Regions from separate parts of the Mus musculus genome. Here region 2 is linked to region 1. A link is a contact called in public HiChIP or PLAC-seq data. All regions are on one chromosome and are shown on one strand. Each heading gives the region's core, a stretch centred on a gene start, on an enhancer-like site or on the middle of the called end of the contact. The rest is flanking DNA. Distances are from core to core; before and after follow the strand shown. Region 1 has its middle 6.4 kb from the start of Gm3363. Region 2 has its middle 52 kb from the start of Armc3.

What was found. HiChIP or PLAC-seq counts read pairs in DNA pulled down with a chosen protein or histone mark.
Region 2: an H3K4me3 HiChIP or PLAC-seq map of bone marrow-derived macrophages shows a contact between it and region 1, with 5 times the contacts expected there. The contact joins two enhancer-like sites. A contact is called at or near these places in 2 of 484 Hi-C or Micro-C datasets (Sertoli cells and uterus) and 4 of 115 datasets of contacts at active chromatin or transcription factors (bone marrow-derived macrophages, large pre-B cells and stem cell-derived neural progenitor cells).

Annotation. Positions count from the first base shown.
Region 1 is chr2:18,765,147-18,769,373 of GRCm38.p6, reverse strand. No RefSeq gene overlaps it. Among named protein-coding and RNA genes, the nearest start is that of Gm3363, 6.4 kb to the right of the region's middle. Within about 2 kb of position 2,248, at least 399 of the 459 cell types and tissues checked have an H3K27ac peak or open chromatin away from gene starts, as enhancers often do. A contact at or near this core is called in Sertoli cells, bone marrow-derived macrophages and stem cell-derived neural progenitor cells, where this site is marked.
Region 2 is chr2:19,144,971-19,148,997 of GRCm38.p6, reverse strand. No RefSeq gene overlaps it. Among named protein-coding and RNA genes, the nearest start is that of Armc3, 52 kb to the left of the region's middle. Within about 2 kb of position 2,442, at least 100 of the 459 cell types and tissues checked have an H3K27ac peak or open chromatin away from gene starts, as enhancers often do. A contact at or near this core is called in Sertoli cells, bone marrow-derived macrophages and stem cell-derived neural progenitor cells, where this site is marked.

The DNA of each region.
Region 1 (4,227 bases), core at 999-3,498:
TGCTGTTGGAGAGCAGGGAGACCTTTGTTTGCTCCCTGCTGTACCTGTGGCACCAGTGACAGTCCCTGACACTACTGGATGTTCACTGGTTACATAGTTCACTGGTTAGATACACTTGAAAGCGTGACCTCAAAAGATGTCTCTAGTGTTCCATATTAGGGTGCCATAATTACTGGAATGATCGTAACATTAATACATGAAATCTTAAATTTACTTCTTATGGAGAGATGGTCTGATAGGAATTACAAGCCTGTCCAGCCAAGCTGCAGACTTTGCCTAACCAAAACTTCCAAAGAAATACAAATTGATACAGGAGAATTCCTTGTGGGTAGCTGGCTTGTCTGAGATGGGGGGAGGGGATCCCACTTAAGTACTTCATATCATTTTTCTCTAAACTAGGGAGGTTCGCCCAGTTTCCAACCCTCCAGGTGTGTCTTTAAGAGTGTATAATGTTGTCTAGGTACTCTTCAAAGACTCACAGTGGCTGGCCATGAACACTCCTGGCAGTGCCACAGACTGGAGGGAACTCTGTAACTGCACATCAGTGAAGAACAGTGTGGGCTTCCATTTTCCTTGTGCACGTTAGGTGAGTTCACATCAGAGTCCCTAGACTGAGAAGAAGAAGAGAGGAAAGAGATCTTTTTCTTCCTTATGAGTTCTTGAGTCAAAAAGTAAAAGCGAGTTAAGAACCATTTTCCTTGTGTCCTGTGGTATGTTTATCCTCAACTCACAGGACCTTTAAGTAATGCTTTTTTTTTTTTAACTTGCTGATTCAGTAAATATCTGCAATGCTGTATATATTGCCAAATAACATACTAGGCTCCAGGGAAAAAAAGTGAACTCCTGTGTTTTTTTGTTGTTGTTGTTGTTGTTTTGTTTTTTTTTTTTTTAGTAGGTTTACAGGAAGGAGAGAAACCAATAAGCAAATACATAAACTGTATGCAAAAGGTTTAAAATGTCATGACTGTGGGAGGTAATTGGCGAAAAGTAGTTCTAAAGCCAGCCTTGAGCTCACATTCCGCCTTGCTGGTATTATTTATTTGCTATTACTTATTTGTTTTCTCATTCCTGACAGGTTGTATGAACAAATAGATGATGACTTCTTAGACTTCAGTTTCTTCCCACGTTTGCTTTGGATAGTCTTAAATCATAGGACCCCTAACCCTAATTCTAACACAGGTCAATTCCCTCCCCTAGGCCCCGAGGTCACATTGCTTCTGCCAAGGGTTGCACACCATCCCGAGGAGGCCTCATATTCTTTTTTCTCTTCTCTTCTCTTCTCTTCTCTTCTCTTCTCTTCTCTTCTCTTCTCTTCTCTTCTCTTCTCTTCTCTTCTCTTCTCTTCTCTTCTCTTCTCCTCTCCTCTCCTCTCCTCTCCTCTCCTCTCCTCTCCTCTCCTCTCCTCTCCTCTCCTCTCCTCTCCTCTCCTCTCCTCTTCTCCTCCTCTCCTCTCCTCTCCCCCTCCCCTCTCCTCCTCTCCTCTCCTTCTCCCCATCCCCTCTCCTCCTCTCCCCTCCCCTCCCCTCCCCTCCCCTCCTCTCCCCTCCCCTCCCCTCTCCTCCTCTCCCCTCCTCTCCTCTCTTCTTTTTCCTTTCCTTTCCTTTCCTTTCTTTTCCTCCTTTTCTTTTCTTTTCTTTTCTTTTCTTTTCTTTTCTTTCTTTCTTCCTTCCCTCCCTCCCTCCTTTCCTTCCCTTCCTTCCTTCCCTCCTTCCTTCCTTTCTTTCCTTTCTCCTAACACAAGATGATGGTGCAAAGAGCCAGAAAACTAGCTTCTGTACGCAATTTTGAGCACAAGAAAACAATAAAACCCAAAGATCAAAACCCTAAAGGGGACAACGGCCAGTGGCTCAAAGCTAAAGGAGAAGGTGGTGCACAATCCAAATCCACGCCCCAGCCTTTGCCCTCCTTCCGCCCCAGGAAGGCCGACAGACAAAGCCACCCGGTGAGTCCATGAGTAGGGGAACAATGCCCTGGCGCTCAGCACAAAACGAAAGTCCGCTGCGGGGCCCGAGGGGATGGCAGGCCGGGGCGCCTTGGGCCCACGCGTCCCGACCCCAACTCCCGACGCCATTCAAGCAGACACCGCGCAGAACAAGGTCAGCTCTGTGCAGCGCGCGGCGGCAGCGCGGCCACCCCTGCTCCCGGGAAGCCCAGCGACGACATCGGGAAAGGCGCCCACGGAGAGCTTACGAGCCCCACGATCCCCGAGCCAAGCGCCCAGCCGGGAAGTAGAGCCGTCCGCGCGCGGAGGGAAACGCCGGGTGTAGTGCGGTTTGTCCTTGCTCTTATAAGCATGCTGCTCCCGGAACCGCTGCCTTAGACCGAGTTCGGGTTATTTTCTGGCCAGGATTCTACCTTCTGTGAGCCTGAGGATCCGTCATCTGCGCACTCCAGTGGCCCAGCGGCCGCCCAGCTCCAGCTTCGGGGACGTTCTGGGCCTGGATTGCATCCGAGGGTGATTGCGCCCACTTCCAGGGAGCAGGTTTTACCAGTGTCTGTTCTGGTCAGTGGAGTGCTGTTCTGGTCAGGATGGTGAGGAGTAATGAGGATAATGCAGGTAACACTGTCTAAAAGCACATCACACCCTCAAGAAGGAACCTAGCATTAACTCAGTGTTAATACAGGTAACAACTCACAAGGATCTGAAAACATAACATGAGGAAAATCGCAGAAAAGATCACGACCAACTAGAGTCCATGTTTAAAAGCTGTAAACAAAGCCTTTGCCTGGCCAGAAAACGAAAGTAGTACACTGCAGGCTGGACAATAACTTTATAGCTCAAAAGCAGTGGTGATTACATCACAGTTGCCACAATTCACAGAAGTGTAATCTAAAGGTATATAAAGTTTATTCTGCTCAAACTGTAAGTAAAATAATGTCCTCAAAAGTTGGCCGAAGTAGGGTGTCTGTTTTGGGGGAGAAGCTGCTGCTAGGGGGTAGGTGACTGAGAGACAAGCTGATAGGAAAAAAATATTTACTGCTTAGGAAATTTACATGAGCCTTAAAAGCATCCTTCTCAGAACTAAGTCCTCTAAGAGTAGATTCACTCCAACAATAGAAAGAAAATATCCTAAAGAACAATATGGCAATGTTGTTGCCTAAAGAACACCCAGAGCAATTGATGTACTTCTCCAGATTTACTTAGCCCCACCAACCTCACCACCACCTCTGCTTCGTGGTGTCCAGGGCTGGCCTTTCTGCGGAGGGTTCCACTCCTGTTCCCTCCCTGACAGATAACCCCCAACAAATGAGGGTAAAGATTCAACCCTGCTTCCTTATAGGGGCCCTGATGGTGGAATGTTCTGCCTCTATCTGCCCAAGGTCCCAGCGCAAGGTGAGTTAGAACAGTATGAGACAAACCTTCACAGAGGCAGAAAACAAACACTACCCGGCATATCAGTCTCTACCACGGACACTCCCAAGGCTTGAGCTTTGCCTGAAAGCTGCAGAACGAACAGTCAGCTACACTTTCTCATACGTGTTCACTAACGTGCTACTTTGTATCTGTTTTCCTTTCTGTTTAGGAACAGTCAGCTGTACTTTCTCATAAGTGTTCACTAACGTGCTACTTTGTATTTGTTTTCCTTTCTGTTTAGGAACAGTCAGCAGTACTTTCTCACAAGTGTTCACTAACGTGCTACTTTGTATCTGTTTTCCTTTCTGTTTCTCCTTGCTCTTGATGCCCTGGGATTCCATCTTCTCATCAAATCTTAACACTTAAAATTGCCCTCAAGGTTAGCTTTTCTTTGGCAGTGTTTGGGTGTTACGTATACTTTCCTAAAGATTTCACAACCATGACAAACTTTTTTTTTTCTCTCTCTGTTTTGGCTCTGGATTACTGTCTCATTAAAGTGCTAGTTTAGAAGGCAATCGGTTGAGAATCATTGCCAAATATTTGGGCTTGGGAGAGAGATAAAAGTTTGGGCTTCTATTTATTTGGTTTCAATTGGTGTTTCCTCATACAAGCTAATTCCTAGATCATAGGCTCTTACATGCTTTCAACATTTGGAAGTATGAAAAGTTGAGATGCATGTTTGTGTAAAACAAAAATACTTTCAATTATGCTTATAAAACTGTTAATCTGGATCTCTAATTATATGTTTTAGTGCATCTTCACAAAGCTGTTTTGCTTGTTCTAAAATCACTAGGAGAAGATAAATTATGAGCCTTTTACCGCAACCTCTAGCTCACAGTGCTTTGCAAAACAATTTTTCTTGACACTATTTT
Region 2 (4,027 bases), core at 1,193-3,692, 380 kb before region 1:
TATTCGGGTTTTCACATGCATTGCTATGCCCACCTCCTCCAGCCATGCGTGTGAGCATGTGCACTGGGTCTGACTCCCACCTTCATTTCCACATTCACTGAGGCTGACAATCCTCTCAGCCCTGCTTCTTTCTCTTGCCTGCCTGACTCAGAACCTCCTGCCTGAGGTCATTCTTCAGACTATTAAAACATTAGGCCCTTCCCCCATACCTGATCCTGGCCCCCTTTTCCTCTCCCGTTCCCCTCTTCTCTCTCACTTGTGAAGTGGAAACCTAATGGTTCTTTGGAGAGTCAGTTGTGTTGGATGGTGTTTTGCTGGGGCAAACATGTAAAGGAGTGTTTTCCTGAAGTAGACACAGGTGAAAGACTGTGAAGGAATGCTTCACTGAAACCAACACAGGAGAGAGGATGTTCTACTAAAGCAAACATGTGAAAAGACACACGATGAAGGATTCTTTGCCAACAACACACATGTATTTGTCTGCCTTACATTGCATAGTTGAGCTCCATTTGTTGGGACGATGTAGACTCTGGCTGATATGATGAAGTTGCTGAGGCAAGACACATGGAGGGCTCGAGATGTTTGCAGGGTATAAATAGGACTCAATGGACAATGCAGGAGGCTGAGCTAGGCTTGCTTATAGAGCTAGATGTGCAACGCTTGAGGGTCTCAAGTCTTCAGTGATCTTCACTTCCCTGAGAGAGACACAGCCAAAAACTTCTCCTGGTGTTCCTCCTGGTCCCTCCTGCTAACTAAAGCTGAAGCCTGGCTGTCTCTGCTAGGTCATGTCATCGCTGTTGTTAACCCAACTCTACTGAACTGGACTGCTGCTGTATCCATGAGGTGTTTGCAAGTAGACCAAGCTGCCACTGTTAACCTGTGAACTGAACTGCTGATTTCCAGACAACTTAGATGGGAGTTGCTCCAAAGAATCCTTCTAAACAGATCCACTTTCTCCATATCCTTTCTTTCCCACTACCTTTGGTGAGTAGTGGGCCATAAGGGAGGTTAAAGTGTTTAAGGACCATCATTGAAAATAGGATTTGAAAAAATTAGAATTACACACCTGGGTCCCTCCCTTCCTCTGTCTCCTGTGATTATTTTGTTCCATCTTCTAAGTGGGATTAAAGTATCCTCACTTGAGCCTTCCTTCTTGTTAAACTTCTTATGGTCTGTGGGTTGTATCATAGGTACTTTTGGCTAATATGTCTGGCCTCAGTGGGAAAGAATTCACCTAATCCTGTAGAGATTTGATGCCCCAGGGAAGAGGGATATAGGGGTGGGGTGGGTGGAGGAGAAGGGAAAAAGGGATTCTGTGAAGAACTCTGGGAAGGGGGACCAGGAAAGGGGACAACATTTGGGATGTAAATAATAAAACAATTAAAAATTTAAAAATTAACGAATTAAGTGAATAAATAGTCATATGATCTTTTAGGGTTTGCAGGGATCTGTTCCATGGGTGGCACAAAATCCTAACACTACTACTGATGCTATGTTGTACTTACAGACAGGAGCCTAGCACTGCTGTCCTCTGAGGGGCTCTACCAGCAGCTGACTTAGACAGATGCAGATACTCACAGTCAAGCATTGGACTGAGGTCTTTGACCCCTATGGAAGAGTTAAGGGAAGGACTAAAGGAACTGAAGGAATAGCAATCCTACAGAAAGACCAACAGTGTCAACTAACCTGGACTCCTAGGAGCTCCCAGAGACTGAGCCACCAACCAAAAAGCATAGAGGGACAGGTCTGAGGCCCCAGGCACATATGTAACAGATTGCCTTGTCTGGCCTCAGTCAGGGATAGGGGAAAGAACTCTGTGAGGGGGAACTAGGAGGGGGCAACATTTTGGATCTAAATAAATAAAATAATTAATAGAAAAAAATCAGGCCCATCAGTCCATCCTCAGGATCATAGTGTTAGCCTTATCTTGCCTCCTCTTTCCCTGTCTCTCAGCAGAACTCAGAGCTTAGCAACATTACCTAGAGACCCTTGATAACACTTAAGGTCCCCTTGCTCTGCATGCCTTTTGGTTTCTCTTTTCTGGAAAAAAAAAAACCTCACCCGTGATGGAGTCAACTGTATGCCTCCTAACAGTCTATAGTCCCCAAAGAAAGGCACACAGCAATGCAGACTTGTCTCACCATGGGAGTATAAATCCTAGCATATGTGTTCATATCACATATCCGCTAATGTAACGGTTCTCTTAGCTCAAGGAATTATATATAGTCTGTGATATGCTTGCTATCATATAAACCTTAAGTGTCCCCTGAACGTGTGCGTGAAATCCTGGCCTCCAGAAGGCACTGCTAGGAGGTGGCAGTGGAGGTGGAGGCTTCAAGAGACGGGATAGAATTTCTGTCCACAGAGCAGTGCTCCAGACGGGCATTGTGTAGCCGCAGCCACTTCCATCTTCCCCCCTCCCTAGCCAGGAAGCAAATGGTTTTGCTTCACCATGCTCTCCTGCATCAACGTGCTGGCTCACCACAGCCCCTGAAACAATTAGGTCCGTGAGTTATGGACTGGCTGGAACCTACAAAACTGAGGAAGCTAGTCTATTCTTATCTGTTGGCCAGCTCAGATGTTTGTTATTGTAACAGAACAGTGACTTACACAGTGATGAAACTGCCTCGAGGTGGCTTCTCAGATACATCCCCATCACTGAGAGATGTGTAGCAATTTTGTTTCTGGATTCTCCAACATTACATTTTATTCCACCACTGTGCAATTCAAATTAAAAGGATATTCGGGTTTTCAGTTTGGTTTCAGTTTCTCTTGTTTTTCTGTCCACTCTTGTTGATTTACATTTAAATTTTTTTTCTCCCTAATTTCCAGACTTTGATGCAAAGGCCACTGGTGGCTGGAGCTTAGCCAGGTCGCTGTCATACCATTACAGTGGCTGCATTGTCTAGGGCAGCTCTTGCTGCTGTCAGAGCCCTACAGTCCCCTGTCCCAGCTCCAGTACAGAGTGTCCCTGTTGCTGTTTGTCTGAGCCATTGTTTCTCTGATTCTAAATTTGGCTTTACAATCTAAGTTCTATCCCAGTTTAAGCTCACACCTGTCCAAACTGACTAAGAAGGTTTGTCACTACTGTGCAAGCTGACCTATGCTTTGCTCCCTGCATGGGGGGGGGGGGGGGCCACACCCTCCTGTTTCTGTTCTCCAAGACAGAAAGAGATGCTCTTTGGGGGTACTCCGATGCACACCTAAGCAAGCTTGCAGGCTAGCTTGGCCTTACTCTTCTTTCTCATATTGTGCTCACACTAACTTCCTTTTCTTCTTCCTTGTAGCCCCAGCCTCCCTGAACTTTAACCCTGCAGACAACAGTAGTGGCGGCAGTGGCAGCAGCAGCTCCCTTCCAGTGGTTTCTGTGGGGAGCCCCTCTAAGATCTCCTTCTCTGCAAAGTCATAACTGAATCTGTCACATCCTCTTCCTTCTCCCACTCCACCAGTCCCCAGCCAGCACCTAACATACTGTCATAGCCCTTCACTTCCCCATTTTGGGAAATCTTTACTCTGAAATTCTTAGCCCCAGTTCAGGTCCCCATCCTGACTTTCAGACCACGTACACCTGATCCCTAGCAGAGGATGGGCCCTCTGGTGAGTTTTCAACTTGAGGATGGTGATAAAATGTACCCCAGCTGCCACTCTGTTCTTGCTCTTATTGAGGCCATCCATCAAGGGTTTACAGAAGGTTGTCAACACTTTATCATGAAGTAGCCTTTGTAGTAGATGATGTTTTCCAAGTGTGGCTGACTGTTGTAAGTTCTCTGAGCACATTCGATCTGAGCCAGGCTAAGATTTGGAATTACAGAAATTTTCATCATAAGGTACTTTTTTGTACTTATGATGGATTTGTTAGAACAAAAGTTCAGGCTATCTTTAATCAACACCCACTTGCAGAGTTAACCATTCACTGCTTTTGTTGCGCATGAAGGTGGACCAAGCAGAATGGGTTTCTGATTTCATAGGAATTTGGCAGGAAACTGCTTCTGAGGCAGAATCCTGCCGTGGGTTCAAGCCCTACTAA